Regions from separate parts of the Mus musculus genome. Here region 1 is linked to region 2. A link is a contact called in public HiChIP or PLAC-seq data. All regions are on one chromosome and are shown on one strand. The core of a region is the stretch at or near the end of the contact, and the rest is flanking DNA. Distances in the headings are between cores, read along the strand shown. Region 1 overlaps Srgap2 (SLIT-ROBO Rho GTPase activating protein 2). Region 2 overlaps Rassf5 (Ras association (RalGDS/AF-6) domain family member 5).

What was found. HiChIP or PLAC-seq counts read pairs in DNA pulled down with a chosen protein or histone mark.
Region 1: an H3K27ac HiChIP or PLAC-seq map of microglia shows a contact between it and region 2, with 3 times the contacts expected there. The contact joins two enhancer-like sites. A contact is called at or near these places in 1 of 115 datasets of contacts at active chromatin or transcription factors (microglia) and 2 of 9 other capture datasets (adipose tissue and pancreatic islet).

Annotation. Positions count from the first base shown.
Region 1 is chr1:131,376,957-131,382,153 of GRCm38.p6, reverse strand. All of the region lies in intron 4 of Srgap2 (SLIT-ROBO Rho GTPase activating protein 2), which reads left to right. The region is part of intron 3 of Gm51644 (a long non-coding RNA gene); the gene reads right to left. Among named protein-coding and RNA genes, the nearest start is that of Ikbke, 100 kb to the right of the region's middle. Within about 2 kb of position 3,908, at least 120 of the 459 cell types and tissues checked have an H3K27ac peak or open chromatin away from gene starts, as enhancers often do. A contact at or near this core is called in microglia, where this site is marked.
Region 2 is chr1:131,180,097-131,185,344 of GRCm38.p6, reverse strand. Rassf5 (Ras association (RalGDS/AF-6) domain family member 5) reads left to right here. Exons shown (of 6, transcript NM_018750.4): 3 at 3,091-3,201; 4 at 3,894-4,191; 5 at 4,677-4,792. It also overlaps a transcript of Eif2d not described here. Among named protein-coding and RNA genes, the nearest start is that of Eif2d, 30 kb to the right of the region's middle. Within about 2 kb of position 3,519, at least 33 of the 459 cell types and tissues checked have an H3K27ac peak or open chromatin away from gene starts, as enhancers often do. A contact at or near this core is called in microglia, where this site is marked.

The sequences.
Region 1 (5,197 bases), core at 2,659-5,158, 200 kb before region 2:
TCTGGTTCTCATGCCAGCAGTACCAGCTCTCCAACTACGATGGGTGGCAGCAAGGTAGGGCTATCATACTTGTACCCACGCTGCTGCATGGCAGATGAGTGGGGGGCCAGCTCTCCTATGCTCTTGCCTTCAGCCCTGCTCACCTGTGCCTCCTCCACCAGGGCCAGCTCTACTCTGCTCCCAGGCAAGTGTAGGGCCAGCTCACCTGCTCTCTTGTGGCTCCAGGGCCAACTCTCCCAACTGCCGCAGGTGGCAATGGGGGAGGCTTTGGGATACTTTAATACTATGTTTTGTAAATAATTCAACAGGAATCTGAAACAAGTAGTGGGATTTATAGTGTGTCAGGTTTCTGACTTTTTTTTTCTGTAATATGACTTCCCCCCTCCCCAGGGAAATTTAGCTATACTCATTAACTTCCAAGTGAAATGGTTATTGGTAAAATTAGCTTTTATGGTGCTTACAAACTCAAAAGATTCCAAACATTTTTTTAGCCAGTATATAAGCTTTTGAGATCCACTTACTCCAAAGCAGTGTCATTATGACTGAAGCAGCCATTTGTAATTAGAAAGGCAAATGCAAAGTAGAAGGATTTACTGTGTAATAGCTGGATTTTTAAAAACTCCAATTTCTGTTTCTGGCAAGCAGGACAAGATAAGGAAAAAGAAATCCTTACCCTAGGATCATCCCATTTCTATTAATGTCTTTGAGATGGATAAAGACTTACATTCTGATAGGCTCGAACGTCAGGTCAATATCTATCTTTCTCAGCAGACTGTGAACTTTTAAACTCTCTGTTTTATATTCAAGCCACAAGTACATGACATATAGTAGATGTTCTATAAATATTTGCTGATGGATTTTTTTTTTGTATATTCCCTAAAATCCAGCTGTCTTTCTGCCTTGCCAGAATTCAGTAATTGAGCATAAACCTACTTTGAACTGTAATCAGCTATCTCAAGAGGGGAAGTTATTTAGCGCCTGTCTTGGTTGGTGGGCTCTAATCCTATCACTGCTACTTTAAATTTAGTGAGTTATGACTAGTATTTAAAAATCAGAAGAGAGTAGGAAATACAAGAAGGCGCTACACATAAGATTTTCATTGTAGACATACTGGATTATAATTTCAAAACATCCTTGCCTCCTACCCGTATTCAAAATGTCAAGCAGTACCAGTGTTTCTCACATGGCAACTCCAAGCCAGCCTTTCTTCACAATATTTGTGCTTTGATATAATTGCTGCTGTTATCATTTGACATGCTGGAGATTCACCACCACCAAGGCCTTAAGCTGCTGGGCAAGCCTTCTCCCACCAAACTATCCTCCTAGCAGTATATATATGTATTGTATGACCTTGAGTTCCCCAGAGTTTAAGTTCCAGTAGAGCACAACTTTGGTAGTCATTGTTGGTTTCTTCATCTGTGGATGAATGGAGACTAACAAGGTCCTTCCTACACACAAGTAAGGAAATACGGTTGAAGGGAAATTCAGAGTCATTTCTCAGCTCTGACCTGCTAGATCACCATTCTCTGCACCCCTGTAACAATAGCCCCTACTGAACCACTGTTTGTTTAGTTTTCTGTTTTGTTTTTGGTTTTTGGATTAAGTTGGATGGGAGAGGCCAGCCAGGTTCAGTTACCACCATCACCTAACATTGGCTTGATACCTAATAGCCCACTCCCTTAAACCCTATCTTAACCATTCAAAGCATTCTGGGCAAAGTGCCAGCTCAGGAACTCGGCCTCTTTGAAATAGAGTGCCCCTGAAACCTCCACCCTGGATCTGGTGGCTTGTCTCCTGCTGCAGAGCTTAATAGAACATTTATATCCCTTTCCTCTGAGATCTGGAAATGTCCATTCAGTTTTAAATTAGATATTTTTTTCTTTGAACAGTTGGCCTCTGATACATCTTTGGGGGTAAAGAGATGATGCTAGCACTGGTAGAGATCTGTGCACTTGAAAATTTGATTCCTTTTTGGAAAACTGCTGACCCAATCTCATTGTCACAGAATTAAATGACCCTGCTGTTTCTACCTACTAACAGCTTCGGCCCTGGGACCCTGAAATTAGCTTCTATCACATGACAAAAACATGCTTTCATAAATATACACACATCTAAAAATAAGGAGAGGTTTTTGTGCCTAATAGAAGTTCTGTAGTGTAGATAGGTAAACTATGCTGGTCTGAATAAGTAGGAAAGTAAAGAATCAGTGCTCCTCCTGGTGCAGACTAGTTTTAGAAGCCTTTCATATTGGTGGGTTCTTTGTTCATTTGTCTGTTCATTTGTTTTGTTTCTATCTAACAACAACCAAAAAAAAAAAAAAAAACCCATTGACATTCAGGAAATGTATTAAGAAAGTACAAAGTTGGGGCAAGTAGTACACAGATGGCTCAACAGTTCAGAGCACTGATGCTCTTGCAGAGGGCCCAAGTTTAGTTAGGTCCCAGTCATCTGTCAGCTAGTAACTTTAACAGCAAACACAGGGGATTTGGTGCCTCTTGCCTCCCCGGAAATCTGCACTCACTTCCACATACCCACATGCAGACACACACACCTACACATAATTAAAAATAATAAAATAACCTTTTAAAGGGGCAAGTGACAGTCCTACATGCAGGCTGAGCAGACCACACCTTCTGCTACCTTACACTTGGGTGGGGTGATGGACAGTGTGGAGATGAGGCTGTATGTTCCAGTTCTGTCCAGCCCTTGTCTGTTAGAAAAGGAAGGCTTCTTGCTGGTGTTTTAAGCACACAGCTGGAAGGAGCTGTTGCAAACTTATTTCTGATGAGACCTGCTTTTGTCCCAGGCAGAGTGGGGCTCCCACTCTAGCCAAAAAGGTTGTGATAAGTTTCAAAATGAAAGCTCCAGATATGAGTACACTATTGCACTTCCGAGTCCATTGTTAATTGTGCCACATTTCTAGTCTAAATTTAGCTACCTTTCTTTTTTCTTCTTCTTCTTCTTTTTTTTTTTTTTTTTTTTTTGACAAACACTTAAAAGAAAAACTTTACCCAAAGTTAGCCACCCCCAACTTCTGTTTGGTTTCCTGCAATGTTTAGATGACTCATTCTCTTCCAAGAAATCTTAAAGAAAAGAGATCAGCCATGTGTTGGTGCACAAAGACTACACTGTAAATTCCTTTTCTTCCCTGCTTAGAAACCCCTTTGCTCCTTTATAGAGAAGGGAAAGCTCTGCAGTCCTCATTGTCTTCTACTTGGCTTCATCAGTTTTGTTGTCCCTAGGAATAAATGTGCTCCTTGTCTTTGGGTGGGGCTCCCTAGTAGCTTCCCAGCTCTTTTAACCCCTCAGTGGAGATCCGCACGGAAGCACTTCCTGGGGCCTTGCTTTTCCCTGAAGGCTACTGTTAAGGCTTCTGAGTTGGAGAACAGGTGGCCTTTTATCATCTGTGAAAGGAGAGACACTGGCCAGTTCCTGCCTCTCTTCTGGGTCAGAATTGCTCATTAGGAGCTTTAATTGTATATTTTAACTGAGCTAACTAGAGCTAGCTACAACGTGTGTTCCCAGCCCAGCCAGAGGGAACGGTAAATCTGATTGCTTCAGCAGCTTGTTCAAATAAACAGGGATAATAGTTCATCGGGCCTCCCAACTAATCAGAACACAAAAGGAAACAGCTGCCTGTCTTAATTGCTGTTTTATTGGTTAGACTTTCCCTCCTCTTCCCCTCCCTTCCTCTTTCCACTCCTGGACTCCTACTAGTTTATTTAAGTCCTGGCTAAGCAACCTAGCACAGGATCAGGTACCATCTCATTTAACCTTTGCCATTTAAACCTAAGAATGAGGTGAGAACGGCTGGAAAGCTGGCAAGGAGAGCTTCTGGGGCTGGAAGGGTGGGCAGCTGATAGTGATACTCATGCTCACCTCTGACCTGGTGACTCTGAGGCAGATGGTGAGTCATTTTCTCCTCTCTTTGCCTTCTTGCTCCTCTGTTGCTTCTGTGGAACTCAGCCTTCCTCTTCATGGGAGGAAATTCCATGGGAAGTTGTAGACGAACAGTTGAAAGCTACTGTCCTCCCAGGTGACTGAACCAGAGGAACTAGGAATGGGAAATCTGCCCTTCCGGTCCCTGCCAGCACCGGGGTAGCTTGGGTGAGGAGTCTGCGGACACCTGCAGGCTACCCACAAGACCCCCCCCCCATGGGATCTTAAGACCTATGGTGAGTAGAACACAGCTGCTGCTCCAATCCAATCACGTGGGACCTAAGACTGCATTAATTAGGGAAGCAGAAAACCTGGCCTGATCAGGGGCACAAGTCCCTTCCAGTCCCCGCCAGCACCGGGGTACCTTGGGCACAGAGTTTGCGGACACCTGCAAGGTACACACAGGACCCTCCAGGGGATCTTAAGACCTCTGTGAGTGGATCACAACTTCTGCCAGTAGGCAGGTTCGAACATCAAATATCTGGGCACCTTCCCTGCAAGAGGAGAGCTTGCCTGCAGAGAGTACTCTGAACACTGAAACTCAGGAGAGAGCTAGTCTCCCAAGTCTGCAGATAGAGGCTAACATAAACCCCTGAGGAACAAGATCTAACCAGAGACAACTACAATAACTAACTCCAGAGATTACCAGATGGCAAAAGGCAAACGTAAGAATCTTACTAACAGAAACCAAGACCACTCACCATCATCAGAACTCAGCACTCCCACCCCACCCAGTCCTGGGCACCCCAACACACCCGAAAAACTAGACCCGGATTTAAAAGCATATCTCATGATGATGGTAGAGGACATCAAGAAGGACTTTAATAACTCACTTAAAGAAATACAGGAGAACACTGCTAAACAGGTAGAAGACCTTAAAGAGGAAGCACAAAAATCCCTTAAAGTATTGCAAGAAAACACGACCAAACAGGTGATGGAATTGAATAAAACCATCCAAGACCTAAAAAGGGAAGTAGACACTATAAAAAAAACCCAAAGTGAGGCAACGCTGGAGATAAAAAAACCTAGGAAAGAAATCTGGAACTATAGATGCAAGCATCAGCAACAGAATACAAGAGATGGAAGAGAGAATCTCAGGTGCAGAAGATTCCATAGAGAACATCGGCACAACAATCAAAGAAAATACAAAATGCAAAAAGATCCTAACTCAAAACATCCAGGAAATCCAGGACACAATGAGAAAACCAAACCTACGGGTAATAGGAGTAGATGAGAATGAAGATTTTCAACTTAAAGG
Region 2 (5,248 bases), core at 2,270-4,769:
CCCCATTCTGTTTGGACATTGGGGAGCCCCAAGACATAAGCGTGTATCTTCCTGGCTTCTGCCTTGTGTCCATCATTAGAGAGACACGTCCTGCACTGTGAGGGCTTGAGATTGTGTCAGATGAACAGAAACCAGAGCCTGCCTTGTCCTCGGACACAGCGGACTCTGCCTTTTAGGTAAAATGTGGGGCCAGCTTTTATCTGTTGGCCCCAAAATAGTAGCTCTGTAGCTGGATGGAATTGTTGTGAACTCTGCAACATGTTGAAATCATCTAATAGATTTCAAAAATTCTTGTTCCCAGACTACACCCCAGATCAATCCCAGATCACTCTCTAAGGAGAAAGTCCAGGAAACCACATTTTTAGAAAATCCCCAGATGACGCCAATGTGCTTGGAAGTTTTAAGAGTCCATAATCTAGATTCTACGGTGTTTCCCAGGTGGTGGATTTTGAGCTCCTGGACGGGGCTCACTGATTGGCCTACTTTGGAAAGTGATTCATTCCATCTGTAGGTTAGATCTTGCCTGGCAGGTTCAGTGTGGGCAGCAGCCAGACTGAACTGGGTGCTGACATTTGGCGCTGACATTCTATGTGAGCAAGGTTCACAGTGTTGGGCACACACAGGCTGCTGACGCTCCTAGGTAGATGGAGCTCATCGACCGCCCCCCCCCCCCAAGACCAGATCTTCCAATGCTGAGGTCAGGAATGCCATCTTCTGCCTTGGTCTGGAAGGTACCCATGGCTACTTGCATCATTTTCCAGCCTTGTGGAAAGGGAACAGAATAGATCGGTTGATGTAATGAATAAAAAAAGTGGAACAGGAAGAAGAAACCTAAAGCCAAGGCAGCTGTGACTCACTGTGGTCCAAAGTGGGCGTGGAAGCAGGCCTTCAGCAGCCACAACACAGCTGCTTTTTCAACAAGGAAATGGCTGGAACGGAAAACAGAGGTCTTCCAGGGACTTCTAGAGTTTTCCATCACTTAATTCTTTTTTTGTAGATGAATATGAGAATGTCCCAGGAATGACAGTCAGCCTGCCTGAGATGAGTAGAATGAAGGCTAAAACAGCAGCCACCCAGCTACCCATTCTGACTTGAAATGACCAGAGAGCAAGGCAGGGCCATAGCCAGGCACATCTGGTCCATAGAGAGGTATCCAGCATGTGGAGACTGGAAATGGAGAGTCCCAGAAGTGAAGACAAATGAGAGGAATCCGTTTGGAAGCCTCCAGATGAATGAGTCAGGTGAAGACAGCCTGTGAGGCTCACGTGAGTTATGCACTTTAAGCAAACAGGAGATGTCCCAGCAACTATTTTCTCTTGGGCATTCTTCAAGATCAAGTAAGAGGACATACTGGCAGGCCCCTACATCCTGCCAGCTGCCCTCACTCCAGATGTTAGGAGTCCCTCTTTGCCAGCTTCATAGATGATGCAAAACCCACTGGGATGCCTAGAGCTGGACCCACTGATAGGCCAGCTTAGATGAATGTTCCACAGGCCAGGTCTTGTTTTATCATCTGTTCATCCCAGGCCTGCAGTGTTAAAGTTCAGTGACCATTACTGGTGTGGTGGGGTGCTGATCCCGATAGCAGAAGGGGCTGCCCTAGGGTGGCCACATGCTCAGTTGAGAACTTGACTCCATGCTTATATGGACTTCATTCTTGCTCCTACTTGGCTACTCACTAGCAATGGGCTATCAGCATATTTATTTTCTATGTTCATGATCTTACAATAGGAATGCCATAGGTAGTGTGTCAGAGAAGGTATCTGGACCACCAACCCAGTAGTTACCATCAGGAGCTGTGGGTGAAAAGTGCACAGGAGCAGACCATGCAAGAGCCTCGAATGAAAGAGGATGTCGGCTCGTCTCTGTGGAGGGCTGGGAAGGTGGAGCCATACAGACCCAGCAATGCCCACTGCTCTTGGCAGTTTCCTGTGCCCTATAGGATTGGCGAGTGGGAGGAGGAAGTGCTGATGTGCTGTGCGTGTGATGAAGTCCTACAAATGGGCATGCTGAAGGGAAAGGCCAGGCATGAGCTCTGTTGGTGAGCACCCCACTGTGCTTCACTTGGTGGTGGGGACAGTGTGATGTGGAAACCGTTGTAAAATTCTTCAAACCAAACCCCAAGCAGGTATCAGATGCTGTCGAGTCATCCTTCTCTGGGCATCTGCTGTCTGATGTACTAGAGATGATTCCTGACTGCCCAAGTCTGCTGGGTTTCTAAGATCAGAATAATTCTGGGAGAATTTTCACCTACCGGCTCCCTGCACTCCAAGCCACTTTGGGGAGCATTAAGACAAACTGGGAAATGACCCTGAACATGAGGGAAGTCCAGAGAACGGACCTGTGAAAAAGACCTGTGGAGATCTCAGAATCCACCGGTACCATACTGCAAGGGATACTGACCTTAAGTTCCTTCTTCCATTTTCCTGGCGGGTCACAGATAAAGCAGGGAACTCTGTCAGATCGAATCATGTGATGCGGGGAGACCACAGCAGGACAGGTGTGGGATTTCTGGCTTGTTCTGCACATGGGGATGGGGGTATTGAGCTGGTAAATGCAGAGTCCCAGTGTTCTCACCTGGAGAATCAGGAATCAGGAAGTTTGGGTCTGTGAGATGTGGAGATAGCTGAATCCTTAGTGTATAGAGGAGGTGCCTGAATGAACTGTCCCTAACAGTTCATTCACTTGACAAATCATCACATGTTATGAGCAAAGCTTATTGCCAGTGACATGAGCTGACTGGCAGGCGGGATGTGCCCTTGGTCCCTGGCTATCGTTTTTTAGCATGTACTCACTCACACCTTTGTAGCTTATCGCTTCTTGGACACGGACAGGCCACGTCCCACTCACCGAGTTGATGGCCAGTGCCTAGGTATGGGGCATACAGACACTGGTCTCTCAGCCAGTCTGGGCTAGGTATTATTTCCATGTCATAGGTGAGGAAGCTTGAGGCTGAGAGAGATTTGAGTGGCTGGCCTCTTACTGCTCATGCTGGCACTTCTTTCTTAGCCAGAGGGGCATTTGGGAGGTATGCTTACTGCCCTCTGTATCCTGAAAGCCACTGTACACATTGCCACCTGTCTGTTCCAGAATGTCTGTAAGGCAGTGGAGGAGACACAGCACCCGCCCACGATACAGGAGATCAAGCAGAAGATTGACAGCTATAACAGCAGGGAGAAGCACTGCCTGGGCATGAAGCTGGTAAGCAGAGCCTGTCCATCCCTACCCAACATCTTTTCAGCCCTGCCTCCACAGGAACTACGACTCCCTTACAGCTCACTCTCCTTTGTCCAGGCCCAGCTTTCTGTGACCTCAGGGATCCAGAGAAATGGAATGGGCTCTAGAATAGACTCCAGATACAACCTCTGTTCCATTCACTCTCTGGCTACTTTGGCAAACTTTAACCTCTCCTTACTTCAGTATGAAATAGAGATCTCCACGCCCAAGCCCGTGCTTAAGAGATCTTGACATGTACAGTTGTCTTTAAGTGGTGACATCAGGCGAGCCCTGCCCCCTGCTGGTGACTGGCAGCAACTGGCTCCCTGGGGCTTCCAAGTCACTCAAGAGCCTCAGAAAATGCAGCTATCAGTCAGGCTGGAGTTGGGCTGGGTCTCTGAGGGCTTTGATGCCCTCAGAGGTAGAGAGGAGGCTGCAGGCTCTGCCTTTAGAATGAGACCCAACAAAGGCCATTGGCACCTATCTGGTAAAGGGTTGGAGTGGCCTAGTTAAAAACTTCCTGGCCCATGAGGAGAGTGAACTTCCTCCTGCACTTCTAGACAGGAGACTTGGGAAGGGACTCAGGCAGGCTGGATGGAGTAACCTGTCAGGTCTTCTGTAGTTTACAACCCAGAGTGAACTGGGCAGACAGAATCAGCAGTGCCTCCCACTTGCAGAGTGAAGATGGCACCTACACAGGTTTCATCAAAGTGCATTTGAAGCTCCGACGGCCAGTGACGGTGCCCGCTGGGATCCGGCCCCAGTCCATCTATGATGCCATTAAGGAAGTGAACCCTGCAGCCACCACAGACAAGCGGACTTCCTTCTACCTGCCACTCGATGCCATCAAGCAGCTACATATCAGCAGCACCACCACGGTTAGTGAGGTCATCCAGGGGCTGCTCAAGAAGTTCATGGTTGTGGACAACCCACAGAAGTTTGCACTTTTTAAGCGGATACACAAAGATGGACAAGGTATGAGTTTCTGACCTCTCCCTAGTCTGCTAATGCCCACAGTCACTAAACCTCACTATCAGTCCTGGGTGGGAAGTGTAGGCTTCCAGGCAGCAGGATTCATGGAAGGGCCAAGCACAGGCTCTGGGCAGGACCAGGCAGCTCATGCCTACTGTGCCCAGCTCCATGCACACACAGGAAAGACACACCCTGGGCTCTGGGCTCCTAATCTCTATAATGGGAAGGAGTCCGCCCACTGCTCCTCTTCCTCTGGAAGATGTTGTAAATGGAAATATGGCTAAACTTTGCCATATGGGAATGAAGGTAGTGCCTCTCAAATGGCAGGAATGGATGGAAGGCTCAGAGCCACCACTGCCGTGTCAGGTCCACGCCCATTAGAACCACCATGACTATTTCCAGTCATCTGGCCAACCTGTGCATTTCTGAGCCCGACCCCACCCTGTCCTCATTTGAGATGAGCACCCAGCCCTTCATTCTGCTTGCAGTGCTCTTCCAGAAACTCTCCATTGCTGACTATCCTCTCTACCTTCGTCTGCTCGCTGGGCCTGACACCGATGTTCTCAGCTTTGTGCTAAAGGAGAATGAAACTGGAGAGGTGGAGGTATGTCTGGGCCCTTTACAAAAACCAGTTCTGGCCAGATGGGTGCTGCTGTCTTAACTGCAAAGTGTAGGTGGGGCAGCAGGACTTCCAGAGGCTCAGCATTTAACCCAGGATCATCAGTGGGGCGCGCATCACAGGGAAGCAAGTTACAACCTGCACAGGGCAAAGCCTGTGGGAAGGATTTCATTTGCTTTGTGGAAATAGGGCTGGCATGGGGGTGGGTGTCAAACACAGAAACTGTGTTCAGGCCCCACCTAGTTTTTCCTAAGGCCCAGTAAGCTCAAACTCTGGGCTCTACTAGACATAGACAGTTTTGAACCACCTTTCTCTCCTAAAATGCTGACTTCCTTTCTCCAAAGGGGGTCTAACCATGTTAGACTCCTGGCAAAAATGTTGTCAAATCAGGCAGAAATCTTCCAAGCCCAGAATACTTGGGATGCGGTCTTTAGGGAGTGA